2 separate regions of the Juglans regia genome follow, and region 1 is linked to region 2. The links are chromatin contacts, called in public Hi-C maps. All regions are on one chromosome and are shown on one strand. Each heading gives the region's core, a stretch centred on a gene start, on an enhancer-like site or on the middle of the called end of the contact. The rest is flanking DNA. Distances are from core to core; before and after follow the strand shown. Region 1 overlaps LOC109007435 (E3 ubiquitin-protein ligase RFWD3). Region 2 has its middle 23 kb from the start of LOC109012001.

Region 1 (3,408 bases), core at 365-2,864, 190 kb before region 2:
GTCACACATCATGCTAAAAAACTAGAGAAATCAGCTCTCCCATAGTCTTCTTGCAATCTTTGAGATGTCAAACATTTCGTTCCTTCCATAAGTGCCACATCAGATATTAAAGAGACTTTCTCCAAGCTTCCACACTGCAGCTGCCCTCATTTTGAATTCTCCAAACAGCTAACCATTCTGCAACTCTTTAAGGTATCACCCAAGTAATGCCAAAAACCTTGAATACCAAGGCCCAAACTGATCTAGCTACCTCACGACGCAGCAACAAATGGTCAACTGTTTCCCCGCTCTTCTCACACATGCAACACCAATACTAATATTCTCATCCTTCCCAGATTGTGCATGGTAAAGATTCTCCCTAATGCAGTCGTCCAAACAAAGAATGCCACCTGCAATAGAGCTTTGTTCCTATGAACTCCTTTCAAAGTAAAGGTAATACATGCAGGGCGTAAAGTATGGTAGAAAGATCTGACCTCAAACTTCTTCGTTTTGGAAGGAATCCAACGTATCTTATCCACTCCACCACCTCCCATCTCCCATCCCGGTAGAATAGAAGAGATTGATGAATGTCGAACAAGACTCCAATTCCCAATCACGTGTTAATCAGGTAAAGGTCAAATTCCATTATCTAGAGCCATTACAGCTGAGTCAAGCGCTAGCCACCAAGGTAACCTTGTCACAAGCAATCCTGAACAACAACGAGAAAATAGCCTGCAAAGGCCTATCACCACAATCTGATCCTAGCCCCCCTTGCCTACCTCGAATCTATTAAAATAGATACTATTTCTTCCTGGTATATTTGCAATCACAAACCCCATTAGCCCCATTTACTTCATTGGAGTCCCCCCACCCCCCCAAACAATGTACAACCAAACTTAACGTCCACCATTGATCACCATAATGCTTCCCTCTCAGTGGCAAAACACCATAGCCATTTTCCAAGCATAGCATGATTGAAAACCAATAAATTTCTAACACCCAACCCCCCACCCGAGACTGGAGTACCAATCTTCGGCAAGCTGACTAGATAATATTTGGACTCCCACAAGTCCCCATAACAGATCTCTCTGCAGCTTGTGCATCTGATGTGCCACCCCAACTAGTATAGAGCAGATAATAAGAAGAGAAGTTGGATAAAGTTTTTTTTATGTAAGTAATTATGAATTTTATTAATAGAACAATAGGCATAGTCAAAGTATACAAGATTTATATAAGAAAAATGCCTAACTAGAATTTACATTAATTACAAATAATTAATGGGCACTAATCCATTAAAATCTATCGCAACTGCCCAGAGGAACAAAGTGTTGGAAAAGAAAACTTTAAGCTCGTCCATTGTCCTCTCCCGGTCTTCAAAATTGATGTCATTTCTCACCATCTAAATGTACCACAATAAAGATATGGGAGTTACTTCCATAGTGCTGCTATTTGTGGGTTACTGTATAGAACCCTCACGTTAAGAAGTCCACTTCTAAGCATGACCCATGCTAGACCCACTCTAATTAGCACCTAACCTGGTGGATCATGCTCCACACTGGTGAACTCATGCGGTTCCAACGTGCCCAAAGGCCAGAGGCTTGCCTGCATTTATTATGGTTTGGGTGTTGCTGCCCAGGAGAAAGTGGGTTCAGGCTTTCTGACTTCACTTCTTTTTCTGGTCATTCCGCTCTATCGATCGATCGATGGTGGTATTATAAGATATCTATAACCCCCAATGTTCACTCTTCCATCTTCAGCTGGTCCCTGTATTCATCCCATCGTGTTCTAGCTACCTCACAATGTAATAACAAGTGATCCATAGTTCGATTACTTATAAAAAAAAAAACAAGTGATCCATGGTTTCCCACTCATGCACATACAGCACTAGTCTATCACAACAATCCACTGCTTCCTTAAGTTAGATAAACTGCATTTGATCAAATTTAATCTGCCTCCTTTTGATTGATAGAGTGGTTTCAACCCCGCTAAACGCCATTCCATTTTATCAACGATGTCATCCCAAATTGTTTTGGCCTTAAATGAAATGATGCCCCCTAAAGGTAATCCCAAGTAGTTTCGAATTGAAGAAATATGGAACTTGAGAGTTTGTTTTTTTATTTTTTTGATAACTCAAAATTTATTGATGCCAATAGGCGTAGCCAAGTACACTAGATGTATACAAGAGAAAACATCTAGTTGGGGTGCAAAAAAAAGAAGGATAAACCCATCTAGGAAGATAAAACTAACAAAGCCCTAGCCCAAGCCCAAAGACGCGCCTGCCCCAAACCACCACCTGTGCACCAATGCCTATCCCACCAAACCAGATTTTGCCCTTACACCAAGCCACTGTTAATTCCCCAACACACTCCTCAATACTTGAAAACTCCGAACAGGCCTACTAAAAATATACAATTGGTTCTGTCTTCCCTCTAGTCCTCCCTCAACTTGAACTACCTCCCTTATCGTCATAGTTGATTGCCAAAGTAATAACGCTTTAACTCTATGCTCTTTTTAGATCTTGATTTTGTGCCAAGTGCATGACCCACCTCTATTGCAGTGAGTAGTGTTGTGAATTGGTCCTCGAATCCTTCCATGTAATCCTCACACTGTTGTGTCTCATTTACCTTGTCCAAAACCCAATCTGATAATGAATCAGTTATATTGTTAATTGGTGGGAGAGATATCAAGGGAACATCTTCTGCAGTCTCAACTCCAAACTGTGGACCAGGCCCTAAAAATTGCCCCTGGCAAGGCACCAATGACAACCACGTCCCTTCCTCTACACCAGTTCCTAAAACTCGCATCTCCTCCACAGTGCTATTGATGTTGTCACCACCCTGACTAAAGTTATGTGTCAACCAACAAGATGCTTGAAGAGGTACACCTGTTACCTTCGACGTGGGTGGTGGAACCATGGTCGCCATTTGAATTTTGGGATTAGCAGAAACTCCCCCAAAACTTGGCAATACCTTAGATTCCGTCGCGAGTGCCGTCAATTCAACGAAAAAAGCATTGGCTGCACAACTCATCACCGATTTCCGAGTCACCTTTGGTGAGGGGTAGTCCGTTTCGGTCGTCTCCACACCAATACCTGACATAGAACCCACTTCGAATGTAGATGACCTGCTTTTCCTTTTGACCCTCCACACGCGCCTGGGTATAGATTGTGTATCTACCAATTGAAATGCTCATAAACAACAAAGATATCTTTTTTTTTTATAAGTATTCTATATATATATATATATATCAATAGGAGTAACCAAATACACTGGATGTATACAAGAAAATCCCTAACCCATACTAGAGAGCTCCTACTGCCCCAAAAAACCTGTGAAAAACTACCCAAAATACAACAAGCCCGAGTTAGAATAAATTACACCTCCCCAACTCCAACCTAATGTTGCTCATAGCCCAACCTCCACCCAAAAT
Region 2 (3,621 bases), core at 183-2,682:
CCCGTTCCCACCCGTTGACATCATAGGAAATGGTAAGTTTGGGTTAGGCTGTCACTGATCCCACACTTCGACGTAGCGGGGGCTAGGGTAAGTTATTCGGGTTGCCGTGAGACTGATCTCACTCTGCACTGCGGGAGGGATAAGGCAACCTTAAGGCCTCCAATTGAGATGCAAGGAATCCATGATGTATTTCATGTGTCGACTTTGAAAAAGAGATAAAATAAATTGTATAAATTAGTATTTTCATTTTTTTTTTTCTAGTTTAAACTTAGGCCTCCAATCCTTTCCTAAGCACAGATGGTGGCTTGGGTTCTTCATCAGGTTGATGAGTTTCTATTTGGGTGGGCCACCGTCCAGGCCACCACTATTTATACAACTGACCCTAGCGGACGAGTTACTATGTTAAATTCGTGATGTTTACCTTTCCATTGCCGGATGTATCAGTGGAGCCTGTCAAGGTACCTCTTGTGGAGGATATACCGGGAAACTTGAGTTGGGAACGTTAGGGAAAATGGAGATTTGAAAAAGAGAAATGATACTTGCAGTCGTGAGTATGCAAGTGTCGTGCAGTCGCTTTGAAAAATGGGGACATCTACTCATCGTATATGTAGAAACATTTCGATAATTTTTCTATTTTATAAACAACATAGAATTTTTTGATAGAGAGATACTAAAGGAATGGCCTACTTGTAGTAAGTTGTAGAAGGTATCCTTAGATAATGAGCCATGATAAAGTCTCTCTATAAGATTAAAAAAATTGATGTCTAGGAAGGATTACGACTTTTTGGTAAATGTAGTCTTAGAATACCTCACGATTATTTATTGTTTTATTATTACTTTTTACTATTATTCAATATTCTATCATTACTTTTTCACTATTATTCACATAATACCTCACTACCCAAACGCAACCTTAATTGTGGCTAAATTAATTATATATAATTTCGAAGAGTGTCCTAGTTATCAGTTTTTATATATATAATATCGTACTAGAGAATTTACAACATAATTTGAACTTTTACAAGCTATTGTCTAACTGTTTTGAACTACGTATGGTAACAGCAATGTAAATCTGGTTTGAGAAGGAATAGATTACATTATGGTTAGTGTATTAGAGCATCCCAACCAATTGGCAATCATGGCAAAATTTTCAAGAATCAATGACTTATAGTCCCATATCTGCATAAACAATCAAGCAAGCTCAGGTACAAAAATGGAAAGCTCCAAGGAAAAACTCAGTTATAGCAAATTGAGATATAGTTTGGATCAAAATAAAAGGAAGATGGATATAGAGATTATAGGCAGAGATGATCTTGGAGTACCATTAGCTGCAAGGCTAATTCCAAAGGATTTTTGTCCTTGTCACAGTTCAAGGAAGAACTGAGTGGGCTTATGGGCTTCTCCACCTTCGGCGTCATCCCCGTCTTCTTTTATTAGATTTAGTGAGTCAGTTCTGGTGGGCCGGGTGTTTGTTCTTTGGGGCCTGGTTTGTTTACAGTAGGACTTATGCTTTAATCTACTTGGACTTTTGCTATTTTCGCATGTATTCGGCCTGGCCCATGACATCTATAGCTTGCATCGCCTGATAGAATTATGGATATAAAATAATATTAAAAGATGTTAAATATCGTTAACGCTAGTTTTTTTTACAACTTATCTCATCTCATCATTACAACTTTTTCAAATTTTCATACAAAATAAAATCAATTTTTTTAAATCTCAAAACAAAAATAATATTAAAAAAATATATTTTAACAATTATTTTATTTAACTTTTAATTCTTAACTCAACTCATCTCATCTCATTTGTGAAAAACAAACGAGGTCTAAAACTAAACCATTTCCATCCTATATGTAAGATAATTATTCATTTTCATAATTACTCCTCTCAACTCATTTCATCTAATTTAATCATTACAACTTTTTTAAATTTCTACATAAAATAAAATAAACAATTCAACTTTTTTCAAATTTCAAAACAAAAATAATTTTAAAAAAATATATTCTAATAATATTTTATTCAAATTTTAACTTTAATATCAACTCATCACATCTCATCTGTGAAAATAAACGAGACTACTTGAAGTTAGCGAACATTTTGACAGGGGTAACTGATCGTGAAACTTTATAGTTATAATTTTATTGAATCAAAGTTTTCATGTATGATTCGTATGAATAAGAATGAAAATTGTAGTGTAGAATGGAGAAATGTAATTAATCATTATAGCTTAATGATGAACTTTAGGTAGGTTCTATTTTTAATAAGAGTTAACAATTAAAAAGGAACTGAACTCGTATATTTGATACCTATATAGTATATTGGGGTTTATTAAGGAAACAGAAAAAAAGATACCTATATTGGGTTCTTCTTCACTAAACTATGAAAAGTTATACCAGCGTTTTTAATTTGCTAGAAATTATAGAATTATTACTCTATAACAACTTATTTATAATTATGTAATAAAATAATATTATTTTAAATTTTATTTGGCTTTTCACTTTTGATTTGATGGATTTAAATATAATAAAAAATATTATTATTTTTAAAATTATATATAAATTGTGAATAAGTTGTAAACTATCTACATATATGTAGGGGTAATTTTAACCATTTGACAACAGATTTGAGTTTTGGGTATTTTTGGAAGCCACGAAATCGATATATGTACGGGTAATGTTAATACAATCGTAAGGTGAGCTAGATTCACGCATTTTGTCTTGAAAAGAAAAATAGGGTCCAATGTTATTAAAAAATAATTTTTTTTATGTGAGTTTTAAATTTATCAAATTTTTTTAAAGAGAATGCACAACGCTTACATATACTATGACTCCAAATATTGTTTCTCAATGCATATCCAAAAAGAGTTGAGAGGGGCATACAAAGTCACTGTCTTTGTATGTTAACCCATAGTTGTCGAAAAGAGATGTAGTATGTTATTAATCTCGAGAAATGATATTTATAATTATAAACTATGCAAACACAGTGCACTCCTTTTGAAAATAGTGAATATTTATGAAATTCACATAAAATAAATTAATTTTTTAATAGTAGACTACACATTTTTTCATAAGAAGTGTGCGATGCATACACAACTTATAACTATATCTAGCATTAGTCAACAAACTTGTTTTTTGTCTTTGTAGAATTTTTTTTAGATCAAGTAGAAATTGGTTCAAAGTACTTAGAGCATCCACATCGGTATAAGCAGATTTTTTCTAAATTTTAGCTAAAAATTCCTTACATTTGACTCATATTTCTAAAACCTCCTACATTTAACTCCCTATTTTTCTTTCTATTTTATTAAAATAATATTTCTCTATTCTTTCTTTATTATTTTTTCTATGAATTATGTTTACAATCTTAACTACTCACTATTTTATTTTTTTTCTTATGTTTTGAACTATTACTTTTTAGCAAATATTTTAAACAAAATTTTAAATTATTTTTTTGCAGGTACGATAATATTTTCAAAATTATTACGTTTTTAAGAATAATATAATTTTTTTTTGTCAAAATTTGCATTTTCCAACTATAATATTTTATAACAGTAAATTTTAAAAATTAATAGGGAATTGAGATAGATAATCAAATTCAGAGTAAAAAAATAAAAAAAATATAATT

The links. A called contact is a pair of places that touch in the nucleus more often than the background predicts.
Region 1: a contact with region 2 is called in a Hi-C map of leaf, with 1.9 times the contacts expected there. The contact joins two enhancer-like sites.

The regions. Positions count from the first base shown.
Region 1 is chr3:25,234,232-25,237,639 of Walnut 2.0, reverse strand. All of the region lies in intron 10 of LOC109007435 (E3 ubiquitin-protein ligase RFWD3), which reads right to left. Among protein-coding and RNA genes, the nearest start is that of LOC109007437, 17 kb to the left of the region's middle. Within about 2 kb of position 1,614, the one cell type or tissue checked has open chromatin away from gene starts, as enhancers often do. A contact at or near this core is called in leaf, where this site is marked.
Region 2 is chr3:25,042,077-25,045,697 of Walnut 2.0, reverse strand. No RefSeq gene overlaps it. Among protein-coding and RNA genes, the nearest start is that of LOC109012001, 23 kb to the right of the region's middle. Within about 2 kb of position 1,432, the one cell type or tissue checked has open chromatin away from gene starts, as enhancers often do. A contact at or near this core is called in leaf, where this site is marked.